2 separate regions of the Rattus norvegicus genome follow, and region 1 is linked to region 2. Evidence: chromatin contacts called from public Hi-C data. All regions are on one chromosome and are shown on one strand. The core of a region is the stretch at or near the end of the contact, and the rest is flanking DNA. Distances in the headings are between cores, read along the strand shown. Region 1 has its middle 190 kb from the start of Cs-ps1. Region 2 overlaps LOC120093570 (a long non-coding RNA gene).

Region 1 (6,725 bases), core at 95-2,594, 100 kb after region 2:
GGACCAACTGTCCTTCCATTAATTATAAAGATGAGCTTTGAGTCATTTGTCCTTGGTGTTGGTTTTAAAAGGAAAAGATCCCAGCTCCTATCTAGCTAGGCATCTTTGAGGGAGGGTGACGTATTTTACTTCCCAGCTCTGACCTCATGTCTATGAAATTTGCACGCATGATGTGAAATGACCTTTGATTTTATTGAGCTCTTGGGCAGAGTTACCCACCTCCTTTGCAGGGTGATGAAGCTAGACAGCTGCTTGGCTGGGATAAGGTGAAGTTGTAGATAGCACGCAACTCCTTCCTACCTCTAACGAGAAACCCTTCCAGCAGGCACCGAAGACTCCCGGGCATTTTGCTCCACTCTGGCTTTTCAAGGATCTATTGGCACATTCTCTTCCTGCTTGGTAATTAAGACCAGCTGTCTCCATTTGAAAGGAAGGAATCCCTTTAAAGTCCTCTCCATCCTCTCTAAAATGTGCTACTGAAACATGCTAATTAGTAACTGGACTTAGGACAACACAGACATGTGTTTCCTGTGAGGCTGGAGAAAGAAGAGGAGGAGGAAGAGGAGGAGGAGGAGGAGGCGGTGGCATAGGAACATCTGCTTAGTTGCATATGTGTGTATGTGTTTTAATTTTCAAAATGACATTTTAAAGGAGAATCTTTCTACTTAAGTGTGATCAGTAACCAGGATTGACGGCCCCGGGAGGGGGGAGGGGAGCAATATATTGACTTCTCCGTCTCCCTTAAGCTCACTACTTAAACTCCCCAGTATCCCTCCTCCATCAGCACCGCAGGCTCCCCCTAGCTCATCGAATTAACCGGCCTGCCTTTCACCGTCATATCAGGAATCACTGGACTTCAGAGATGTAAAAAAGAAAAAAAGTTCTCTTTTCTTTGATGACCCCATTCTGTAGTAAACTGATAGCCAAGTGGCTTTGTTACAGTTAGCACACTGGGGGATTTGACAAGAAGGCGCAGTGGTGAAAGGTGGCATTGTGTTAAAAGTCCTTCGCTAAAACTGGGGGAGCCACTGCTTCCCCACCATAAACCGCGATTGTGTGAAAAATCTGTGCTCTTACCAATAATTCCTAGTGTCGGTTGGAGGTTTTAACCTCGCTGGTGATCACTGCCTGGAGGCAGGAACTACTCAGGATGCTGGAAAAGGGGCTGCTTGACTGGTTTGCTTTACAGGGAATAGTGTGGGGGTTTACTTAAGTGGATATGGAAAGCTGGGGGTTGGGGAGGCTGCTTGGGAAAAGAGTGGGCCGCATCTTTCACCTCTAAGATCATTCTCCTGGGGCAGTCGGGCCCAGAGCCTGCCCCAGAATTCCGGCTACTGTCTCGGCTATGCCTCTGAACATCTCAGAGGCGCCTGCTGCTGGAATGTTTTGCGTTTCTGTTGACCTCACCATTGTGTTTCACCAGCTCACAGTTTCAAGTCTTACTGTGGGAGTCTGATAGATTAACAGTCCCTATGGCCAGACTCTACTGTAGGATGGAGAAAGGTCTATTGTTTATGGGAGGTATCGTTTAGGGGGTACACTAACTAGGGGGTACTACTGTTCCCCGCTCCCTTCACTCCCCCACAACAAACTATACAAAGCAGTGAAAATAAAATTTTCCGTGAAGTAATTATACTGTTTTTAGTAAGAAAATATGATCAATAGCTACCACGTAGCTGTATGTTATATCTCTAAGTTACAGAAGTGGAATGCTGCGTGTCCAATGTCCATCACTTATGAGGTCGATAAGGCCTTGCAAAGTCTAGAAACAGAGAGAGCCCACCTGGCCACCGGCCTTCCTCTTAGATTCCAGCCAACATCTGGGAGTCTTCTGCTGAACCCCAGTAAGTTACAAGACTCGGAGGAGAAGCAAGCCTCGTTCCAACATTCTGGATCTCTTGTGCAAGGACCTATCTTAGCGTTCTGGTCACCTATTTTGATAGACCTATTTTGATTGGCTGCCTTGTGCTGCTACGGATGTCCCTAGGTTTTGGAGCTTTGGCTCAGCTGTGATTTCATAGAATAGCTAGTTAAGAGCGACAGAATTGCTGGTTTTCCCCCTAGATGTTGGCTCTTCTATCGGCCACATGCCTTTCTACTTGGACTCTTGGACGCTATTATAACAACAGGCATTTTCATAGTCTCTCTTTCTCCTTGCCTCAACCATCAACTCTAGATAGAAGCAAAGGAATGAGAGGAAAAAAAATATAAATGTGTGTGAGGTATTTCTTTGGCAAGGAGAGCAGATCAGGTCTCTAACCCCAGCATCTGCTCTCCAGCTGGGCCTCCTTCCTGGTCTCCATTACTTTCACCATCAAACTCAAACCACCAGCTAGCAATTCGCACAGGTGCACCTGCGCTCCTCTGAACGCCGCCCGCCCGCCCGGGGTGCTCTTTTTCTCTGCTTCAGCTTCTAGCTTCCAGCTTTATTTGTTTACTTTCAATCTCCCTGACAAACGGTACCTAATCCTCTTCTATCTAGTCCTAAACGTTTGCAAAGCTCAGAGTTTGGGAATATTTCTCATATTTCTAAATGTTTAAAGTATTTCCATGAAGCTAACATAGAAGGGACAAGAGAAGGGGGCGGGTCAGAGAAGGTAAGTGACGCTGGAACTAAGACAGATTAATGCGAAAGAAAGACAGCTTGCTTGGAATGAGCTGTGCTCCACTTCTGGGTTTATAATAAAATACATAACCTCCATCTTTTGATTAAAAACCAAGCCACTTTTAAAATGCTTTATAAAGCTAAGTTTAGATTCTAGATTTCTTAGACTCTAGAATTTAGCATCAGCGTGTTAGAGCCCAGGAGAGCATAGCTAATATTCACTAGCCTTCACTTTCTACCCCATCTTTTCACAGTCCCTCAAAAGGATTTCCATGTGGATCTGTGGACATTCAACCTGCACCTCCAGGGGCCATTCATATCACATCCCTGTACAGGTCATTCTTTAACAGCAGACATCATCTCATTTCACTCTTACTAGGTTATATTTGAGATAGAGGTCTTAGGACATTCAGCACAGGGCCTCAGGCTACTGAAGTGGGAACTTCTGGTGTCCTGGATTAGTGAGTGGGATCTATGGTAGGACAGGTGGTAGTCTGAAGGAGGCATGACCTCTTGGCTCTGTAGCTTCCTCAGCTGTTGAAGAGGACACGGAAGTAGAGTTCCTGGGGCTGAGGCACTCTTGCTGGGGCTAATGATAATGAGGTTCATTATCATTCAACCAGGTTTCTCTTCCTCCGAGATATCTAATGGAGTCGAACTCATTCCTCAAGCAGCATGGTCTGTTGGGTCTCCTGCCAGGAAATCTTAATTCTCCTACTACGGAACTCGTTTGTCCTAAAAAAGCAACAGCGAAAGACCAGAAGTGCCTAAAGCACTGTGCACTCTGTTTCCTTTTAGGAATATCAAGAGATTCGGAAAAGTTAATATGTGCAGAAATGTAGGTGACTAAGCCGTATCAAAAGAAGTATTAAGTACTATAACTGTGCACTCACACGGCACCTTGTTCTTACTCAGAAAGTCTCTGTATTGCTCTACTCTGTGCTTCCTTAGCTCTGTCTTGTTCAGTAATATAATGCAAGTACTTAATTTTATTTTCTACTCTGAGCACAAAACCCAATGTACGTTACTTAGTAGGTGCTCATTAAATAGATGTGGGATAGATAAACCACCTTTTGGCAGCCGGAATTGGTTACTGCAAATGTTTGTGGTATGGTCTGTGCACACCGATAAGGAAAATGCCTGGGGCTGAGCTCTGTGTTGTAGAACCTTCCAGCTCCAGGCTCTTAGTTAGATGGAGAAGGTAGAAGCAACCACGAACCATGTCACTGAGTAGCAACGAGAGGAAATATTCAAGTGGTATTTCCAAGGATTCATTACAAGATACTGACTCTGTGTCATGACAAAATTTGTCTCATCCACAACATCCTGTTATGGGATGTCGTATATGTGTTCTTAGGAGCGGATGAACGTGTGGACTGCTTCTCCAAGGGTTTTGTGACCGTGTATTTTCTCAGCATCTTTTATCTGAGGTGTTTGTGTCACTGTTCTTCTTAATTGGACCTGCTTACTCTGATGACTTGCAGATAATCAGGGCTCAGGAAATAGGTCCAGGAGAGAGACCTTAAAGATGTTTGCCTGATTTCGATTGCGAAACCACTCTGTCAAGTTTCCCCTATCATTTACTCAAGTGGTTGCTAGGTAATTTCTAGTTCAGCTCCACAATTAAAGTGAAAGGGACTAGCAGCCCGTTCATCACTCAGCGGCTCTTCATTCGAGCTGGTCCTGAGCCGGGATCAGATGCAACGAAACGAACCTACAAAACCCAAATGAAGGGCAAAAGAGAAATCCCCTCAGTGAGTCCAACCCTCCTCTTGGAACACTGTAGAATAATAATGTTCTTTTAGGGCTTGGAGAACTATGATTAAGATTCTCCCCTTTCCCACCCCAAAGGAAAACAGAAAGGAAAAAAAAACCTACATAAATTATAGGGAATCTAAAACCAATATTAGGTGTGTTTTTGTCTTCAGGTAATTACAACTATGCTAATGCAATTGGCCGCACAACAAAGACTTGTATAGCTAAAGTGCGGAGTGTCCAAGACACGGATTGATTTCTGTGTTTTAACTCACTTGGTCTTCATGAACGTCCTACCAGGTAGGAGATTTTATCCTCTTTATGCTACCAGTGAGAAATGGAGGCACAGGAAACTATAGAGTCATTTAGGTTCCATTGTTCTAAGGGTTGAATCTAGGTCCTTGTGTATACTAAGCGTAGTTTGAGTCACTGAACTGTATCTCCATCCTTAGAAGCAGGGCCATAGATTAAGGACACAGGGCAAGCATTCAAACCCAGTCTGTTTTGGTCGTCTGATCATTTCGCAGACATTTTTTTTTTTAATGTGAGGCAAAGATACATTTTTTTTCATCCTTTTTTCACTAGAGAGACCCCTTCTGAGCTACATTTTTAAGAGAAGGAAATTATAAGGGCATAATGCCAGTGCAGACTTTGTAGTCTCTGCTTCTCGTTATATATATTTTAATTCTTAAATTTTTTCTTTGTTTTGATTCAGGGTATCGCTGTGTAGCCCTTGTTACCACGATCTCAAGAGATCCACTTTCCTTTGTCTCCTGAGTGCGAGGGTTAAAGGGGGGCACCAACATGCCTGGCTTCATGTTTCAATTTTAAGTCACATCAAATAAGATGTGATGTAAATGAGTTTGCAATTTTTCAGTGATGGAATTTCACATTACCATATTGACCATATTGATAGTTTGGTCCTCATAGGATTTGGGGCTGACCTCTTAAAAATGAAGATTTTTTTTTCCTGAATGAAATACAATCAGGGTTGAAGGAAATTCAAGACACATTCTCCATTGCTAGAATCAATGTCAACCTGACATAGGGACCTTGTTTCCATGGCAACACATCAAGGCATTAACCATTTGTTTGAAGAACCGCTACGAAGACAAGATTTTCAATCTAGATTTATCTGCTCTGTTACTCCTGTCCTGGGAGCCTTCACTTTCTTTGACCTCCAGTCTCCTCACAAATTAACAGTAACCAGTTATTGTTCAGCATCCAGTGAAACTTCCGGGAATCTGGTAAAAGGGGGCAAATGTTGAATGAGCTCTGAGCTTCTCAAAGAAAACATCTCAATGGCTTCAAGTGTCTGTTCTTTGTGGCCTGTTGTGATTCTCCTTACTCTGGCTCTGAGTGTTGGTGGCTAAACAGAAAGAAAGAAAAAGAGAAAGGAAGAAAGGAAGAAAGGAAGAAAGGAAGAAAGGAAGGAAGGAAAGAAGGAAGAAAAAAGAATATTCTCCTCTCCCTCCAATCTCTGCACCTGTTGTTTACATAGAGAGGAGGATGCGAGTACATCCTGAGGCAAAAGCAAGGCAGAAGAATGAGGGTATCCTGCGTTATGATGATTATCTCGGGACTGCTCTGAAATTGAGCCAAATCCCCCAAGTCTTTCAACACCCACTGAGTCCAGTGTGTTCAGCACATTGCCCCCCCTTCTTTCTTTCTTCCTTCCTTTCTTTCTTTCTGTCTTTCTTTCTTTGAGAAATACTGTGTTTTAATACTTTAGAAAGAAAAAAATCACATCTACTATAAAACAAAAGAATTTTTGGATTGGCTTATCTTTAAAATTATGTGATAATTATGAGTAATGTTTAATAGGCTAATACATGCCAAGAACTGCTGTAACTGCTATTCTGTCCACTTGTAAAGATTACAATGTTTACAGCTCTTCCTTAGATGAGATACAGGACATAAAATATAGTTTTCCCAGAGCTTGAAGACAGTGATCTGATAGAGAGCATTGTTACCTCCACAGACTTGCGTAATTGGCCTCTCTCCAGTCTCTCAAAGCCTACATCTTCTGATATGACGCTTCGACCTTCCTGAGCCACGGACTTCTTACTGGAGTTGACAGCGTTGATCAGATCCACGTCAAAACGCTTGCACAGTTTTCATCTGTTCATACGTGTGTGTGTGTGTAGGTTAAGGGAAGTTGAAGTGGTTTTTGGACAGAAATTTCATGCTCAGTAGTTATAATCACAGGCGGGGGGAACCATCTTAGAGGTCTCTTATATAATGTTCATCTCCACAGTTTTAAATCGGAAGAGAAAATCATTGGGCATGTCTTTAATCGTCCTTTCATCTTTTCTCACCAAACTTCCTTCTAGCGTCTCTTCCGCACCTTTATTGTGGAGCAGAA
Region 2 (6,187 bases), core at 3,296-5,795:
TTATTTTATCAGCCAAAAAAAAAATCTATGTTTTTTTTAACCTCTATTGTAAAAGGAAGAATCTTTCAGCTAGGCCTATAACTCCCGTGTAGCCCCAATGACTGGAAGTTGGGGAGCGCCCCTCCCATCTTATTCCCAAGGGCGGTGAACTCCATATGGAATTGGTCACAGCTCCTGCTGCCCTCTAATGTGTCTGAGGCACTGCAGTTGGGTTGACATCCATGATCAAACTGGACTTTTGAGCCACATGGTAGGATAAAGGCTGTATCTTTTCCACAAGACTAAAAGCAGACTGGGAAACATGTATCTTATCCTACAAAAGGGAGACGTGAGCCTACTACTTACAAATACAAACTCAATTCTCAAGAGTTTAAGCTGTGACCACAGTGTCTCTAGCTCACCTCATCAATGTTCCTTGTCTGGAGCAATTGGAGAATAAGGTAACTGAGACGTATTGCTCAGGAACCTACTTCATGCCACCAAACATTGTCCTCAGAGAGAACAAGGATGTGGGCAGAAGCAAACTTTTGTCATTTCACCGTTTTTCCTCTACAGGAGCCCTCTACATTCAAGGGTCCAGCTTTTGAGGTGTATGCTCACATATATATTTTATTTATTTATTTCTTCTTGGTCCACTCTCCACTTACCCGCACAAAGAAATCTTTGCTTCCGGGACCTGAACTCTGGTCTTACCTTTGGTCTCCAGTAAGCATATCTGTGTACTTACCTGCATCCTGTGTGACCTGGATAGGGAGCAGACAAAGTAGGTGGTCCTGGTGTTGGGTGGAGGGGCTGGCCCGCTGATTCGAGTTCACAACTAACTATCAAGGATGTAAAGCGAGCAGAGCCATGGGTATTTTGTTAAATGCTGGCGAGCACACTGCGTTGCGTCCTTCGTTCCAAGCTGCTCAGTTTGAAAGATCCCACGCAGAGAGACCCTTACTTAAGTCTTGGGAAATCACGGACCCCAGACACAGAGAGACCATTTTGGATGTAATAAGCAAAGGCGAGGTTTATTACAGAGACATATTACAGAGATCTCCGGGCCGACACGTATCCCGCACAGGGGACAGAGGTGTCGACCCCGAGAGGCTGGGAGAAAGAGCATTTAAAGGCAGAGGCTGTGAGCACCAGGGGATGGGGGGATGTCGAAGGGGAATGTACCACAAGTTACAAGATTGTTTTATGGCTCCAGGAGATAAGGGGACGCCAGAAGGTTTTATGGCCCCCTGGTTCCTGGAACAGAGCTACTAAATCAGGAGAAGGGTAGGGTCTTCAAGTCCTCATTATTTTTAAAAGTTTGTCAAAATTGATGGAGCATCTGTATTTGAAACACCTCTGGTTGGGCTTGGGCTGCCCGGTTTCCCGGAGTGCTCTCTGCAGGACACAATGGCTGAAAAACACAAGTAGGGGCTTATCAGGGTCTGGAGGACATCTGGTTAAAGTATGACTCTGAGTAAGCTGGGGGGATGTCTTTGGATGGTTTATGGCTCAGTCCTCGATAGCCTGAGCTGGTTTTTGCATTCCTTTTCTTTATCTTTATGGCCTGCTACTCCTGAGTCTGTGGCTTTTGGGGCTTATTCTTTTAATTTTATATTTTTAAACCTTAAATTTGTATAATTTTCCTTTCAAGTTCACCAAGAAATTCTCAAGCAGTGGCAAGCGTCCTAGTTCAAGTTGTCCCTAGGCTGTATAGAGTGCTCATCTTCTATGTAGGAGGCCCTGAATTTGATCCTCAGATCCATAAAGCAAAGCGAAGCAAAACAGAAAAGTTCTTTTCTTAACACAGGGATGTAGTTTATTGTTGTTATTTATTTATAATTTATTATTATTATTTACATATATTGTTATCATTTTCTTGATGTAGATTTTATTATTATTATTTAAATTAAGGAAAGATGGATTAAGAAGTCTTATCAGGACACAAATGGAAAAATCATGAAGTGGGAAAGGGCTTGAAGGTAGAGGTGGTGACGGAGATCTGGGAGGGAGATGAGAGAGTATGTATCAGAGTCGTTAGACTGTATTATACGTGTATATAAAATTGCCAAAAGGACAAATTTAATAGATGTTTCACACACACACACACACACACACACACACACACACACACACACCCTCATACAGCTAGTCCAGGCTCTCTGAGACCAAAACGAGATGTTGGACTACTATGACTCAAGCCTTCTCAACCTTTGCAAATGAACTTGTAATACAGACAGCTATCAACCATAATGAAAATGACTGCAGCACCCACAAATCCAGGTTATATAGGATTTATGTCTTTGCTGGCTTCTGTGCACAGTGAGAGAACACAGGACCCACCACCAGGCTCTGAGATCACAGACAATTGATCAAGACAAAAGATGGTGTCTTAGTTAGGGCTTTACTGTGGTGAGCAGGCACCGTGACCAAGGCTACTCTTATAAGGACAGCATTTCATTGGGGCTGGCTTACAGGGTCAGCGAGTCAGTCCATTATCATCAAGGCAGGAGCATGGCAGCATCCAGGCAGGCATGGTGCAGGAGGAGCTGAGAGTTCTATATCTTCATCTGAAGGCAGCTAGGGTGAGGGTCTTAAAGCCCACAGCCACAGTGACACACCCACTCCAACAGGGCCACACCTTCTGAAAGTGCCACTCCCTGGGCCAAGCATATACAAACCATCACAGAAGGGAAGGATAGACATATAAGGATAAAATAATTTAATGAGGTTCAAAAATTCACCACATTGGGTACCTACTCTACCCAACATGGCAGATGGGTGGTGGCAGAGAAGCACGGAACTTATTGCAACATTAGGGGACACTTGAGAACATTTCTCCCAAATCAAGTAAACTTTCACGAATTAACATCTTCCCTGGGAGACTCATCAGAGACAATCTGGCCGACAGTATGAAGATAACAGAGCAGACATCAAATGAACATTGTTCATACCACAGCAATTACCGAGAAAACAGACATCTTATTTTATACTCCACTCAAACTTTTTTGCCTACAAAGCTTCAACCTATCAGCCTTTGAAATTTTGTAAGGTTTTATTTTTACAAAGCCACGGGTATAGGCTCTCGTTCATATTATATCTTCAAAATGTGATAAATTGTAGGCTACTGAGTTTACGTATTCACTCAATAGATATTGGCCTTGGGCTTAGAGTACAATGTTTCATTAGCTCTCTCGTAAAATATGAGACAGATGCAAAGGCAAAGAGACTACCACAGTTCAGTATGATACACGACTGAAAACGTTTTTGTTAGCCAGATGGTAGAAACACATGCATTTAATCCCAGCATTCTGGAGGCAGAGGCAGGCAGATTTCTGAGTTCAAGGACAGCCCGGTCTGTAGACTGGATTTCAGGACAGCCAGATCTACATAAAGAAAACGGGTCTCCCCGGAAACCAGACAAAAACAAAACACAAAGCAAAAAGCAAAAAGACAATGTTTTTGTTGTCACGGATGTTTGTTAAGAATATAGATGTAGCTACCTGTTAGGAAATTGTCCCCTTGCAGACGCCTCTGAGAGTGTAAATGTGTTAACGTACTTGAGGCGATTAAAGCTCCCTAACGTGCTTCTTGAAGACTGTGAGGCTGTCTCCATACAGCACTGTTCTGACTAAATGTCTCATTCCGTTCAGCTAAATGGTTGGTTTTATTTTTCCCTCAGCAACAATTGCTTGGCTGTTTTTATATCATTCCTCATAGGACTTCTTCTTTCATTTATCCGCTTCATGCGCTTCCCTGGTATTCATTCTGACAATAACAGCAGCTGCGGCAGCTAAAGGAGAATTAAGCGGAAATCCCCGGGAAGGTTTTTGCTTTTGAACAATTCCTTTGCAATATTGCCTTTGGCTGCTTTCGTCTTTGAGTGAGCGACCTTTGTAGTTCTGGCCTTAAAGAAGGCTGCTTGGAACTGGAAAATGTGGTTCCATCAGCAAAGCGCCTGAGCACACAGACGTCAAACACGAAGACGTAGGTTCATATTCTTCGCACCCACGTAAAAGCTATGCAGGGTGGCAATGGACTGTAGCCCAGCTTTCCCGAGATCCTTTTCTCCAAGAGAGAAAAAAAAGAACATTTACAGAACTTAACCACCCCTCCTCCCACCCCCGCGGTGTATATATGTGCGTAATTGGCACAGTTGTTCATATGCATCTGCACATACGTGCCATGCAGCAATGTGTGCAGGTCAAGGGCAAAGGGTCAACTGTCTTCCTCAGTCACTCTCTCCCTTCTTTTGTGAGACAGTCTCTCAGAGAATCAGGAACTCACTGATTGTCTAGACTGGCTGCCGGTAACTTCCAAAATTCCACCAGTGGATTTGAGAAAGAAATAAATGCATGTTTTTATTTGTTTATATTTGACAAACGTACGTCGCCAGTTGACCTTTATATTGCAGTATTTCCATGCACTTGATTTTTCCTTTTGATTTGTAACGGAAAGACAATGAAAACAGGCAGATTACAGCTACAGTCCAAAGGACCCAAGAGGCTTAAAAGATCAGGGCCCAGAGTAGGGAGGGAGGTTCTCCACTGGGCACACCCAGGAATTCTCAGAACAGGCCACATTCCTGCAGGACAGAGACCCTTTGAGAAAAGGCTTTTCCTCAGTGACAGTGTAGCTTGCCCTTGCCCTTGGGGCATGTTGGGTAAATAGTTAAAGAATGCCTCTGTAAGAAACATAGTAACATCTTGCATCTTTCTCCCTCTGTAATTTTAGGGTTCTTTCAGTCCGGGGAAGAGAGAATCCTAGTGTTAGCCTCAGTATCAAAGTCTGTAACTGCTCTCAGAGAATAGAAAGCAATTCAATAAGTTAGGGGGTCATAATGCTGTATTGATGGAACTTAGGCCTTGGAGTTCTGAGCTGAACAGTCTTTGTATTTTGTGGCAGGAAGAGCTCAAGTTTCATCTTTTATTCTGGTGTGAATTCATCATTAATGTGTTTAAGGAGTAGATGCAGGCTTGGCCTGTACAATCTTTCTTTATAACATTAAACAGTAGATTTAATAAAAAAGCCTCCCGGCCTTTGCAGGCAGTATAAGTGACTGATAAGAACGGAAGCAGAATTGATACGGTTTGATCGTCACCATAGCGAAGTAAGTCCAAATGGACCAGGGAATGCCCTGGGGAGTAGGATATACAAAACACCAGCTAGGGAGATGCTGATTAAGACAGGATACAGGCCAGTAGATGCAGGAAGATATGGGATGCCTCAATTAAAGTTGGAGAAGAAAATCGTTAAGGATAAGCATGAAATGGCTAGACTCTCCAGTTTTAGGATATATAATCATATCAAAGGAAACACACACATACACACATGCACACATGCACATATGCACTCTCTCTCACACACACACATACACACGCACGCACACACGCACACACGCATGCACTCACACTCTCGCAGTGCTCCAGCACTTCCAGGATAAAAACTAAAGTGATGTTTGCATAATGCACTCCATCTATGTGTACTGGAAAGACAAGTTGGAGTATTGATCAGTAATGTAAACAAATGCATGCCAATCACAGGCAACAGCACCGAATGTCCTTACAGTGGTAGTTAGATGGAGCCATCCCGACCTAGAAGAACGCCTGCACTGTAAGTCAGAGGGAACAATGGCTTCGGAATGCGTGGCTAACTACACTACTACCACTGGGGGACAAAAGATCAAGAACATGGCTAGCTCACACAGCTATGGTAGAGGAAGGAGCTCAGAGGAGGCTTCAGCTAGTGTACTCTACTTCTTGGCCTGGATTGCACCCTTTACTTAGATAGGTCCTTAAATTTTTATATATCTTTGTGTGTGTGCAGTTTGTATGGTGTAATAAAAATAAAAATAAAAACATAAACACAAACGCTGAGGCCAACATGCACGATGAGATCATCCATTATCCATTATCCATTATGCTGAATTGGGGCTCGCTGATTGGAAGGCAGTTGGGGTTGGCAGCTCTGAGCAAGGCGTGTTCTACAATCCACGGGTCTCTTTTTCATGGGACATAACTGACTGTGGTCCAGAATCTGCTTGTCATATTTCAAAACCCCACTTGATTATACCAGAGTCGTTCCTTCCTGCGCCTACCCTTAGACCCACCATCTCGAGGGTCAGCTAGCGATGGAGTAGCGAGGCTTTACTATTTTAAGTGAGAGCTGCCTGGCAACGTCTGCGTGGCCGAGGACTCTTATTTTCATT

The links. Hi-C and Micro-C count contacts between places; a contact is called where the count stands out from the background.
Region 1: a contact with region 2 is called in a Hi-C map of Schwann cells, with 3 times the contacts expected there. The contact joins two enhancer-like sites. A contact is called at or near these places in 7 of 12 Hi-C or Micro-C datasets (Schwann cells, frontal cortex, hepatocytes and 3 more).

Annotation. Positions count from the first base shown.
Region 1 is chr7:36,297,522-36,304,246 of GRCr8, forward strand. No RefSeq gene overlaps it. Among named protein-coding and RNA genes, the nearest start is that of Cs-ps1, 190 kb to the right of the region's middle. Within about 2 kb of position 1,345, at least 2 of the 93 cell types and tissues checked have an H3K27ac peak or open chromatin away from gene starts, as enhancers often do. A contact at or near this core is called in Schwann cells, where this site is marked.
Region 2 is chr7:36,193,091-36,199,277 of GRCr8, forward strand. The region is part of intron 1 of LOC120093570 (a long non-coding RNA gene); the gene reads left to right. Among named protein-coding and RNA genes, the nearest start is that of Dusp6, 220 kb to the left of the region's middle. Within about 2 kb of position 4,546, at least 14 of the 93 cell types and tissues checked have an H3K27ac peak or open chromatin away from gene starts, as enhancers often do. A contact at or near this core is called in Schwann cells, where this site is marked.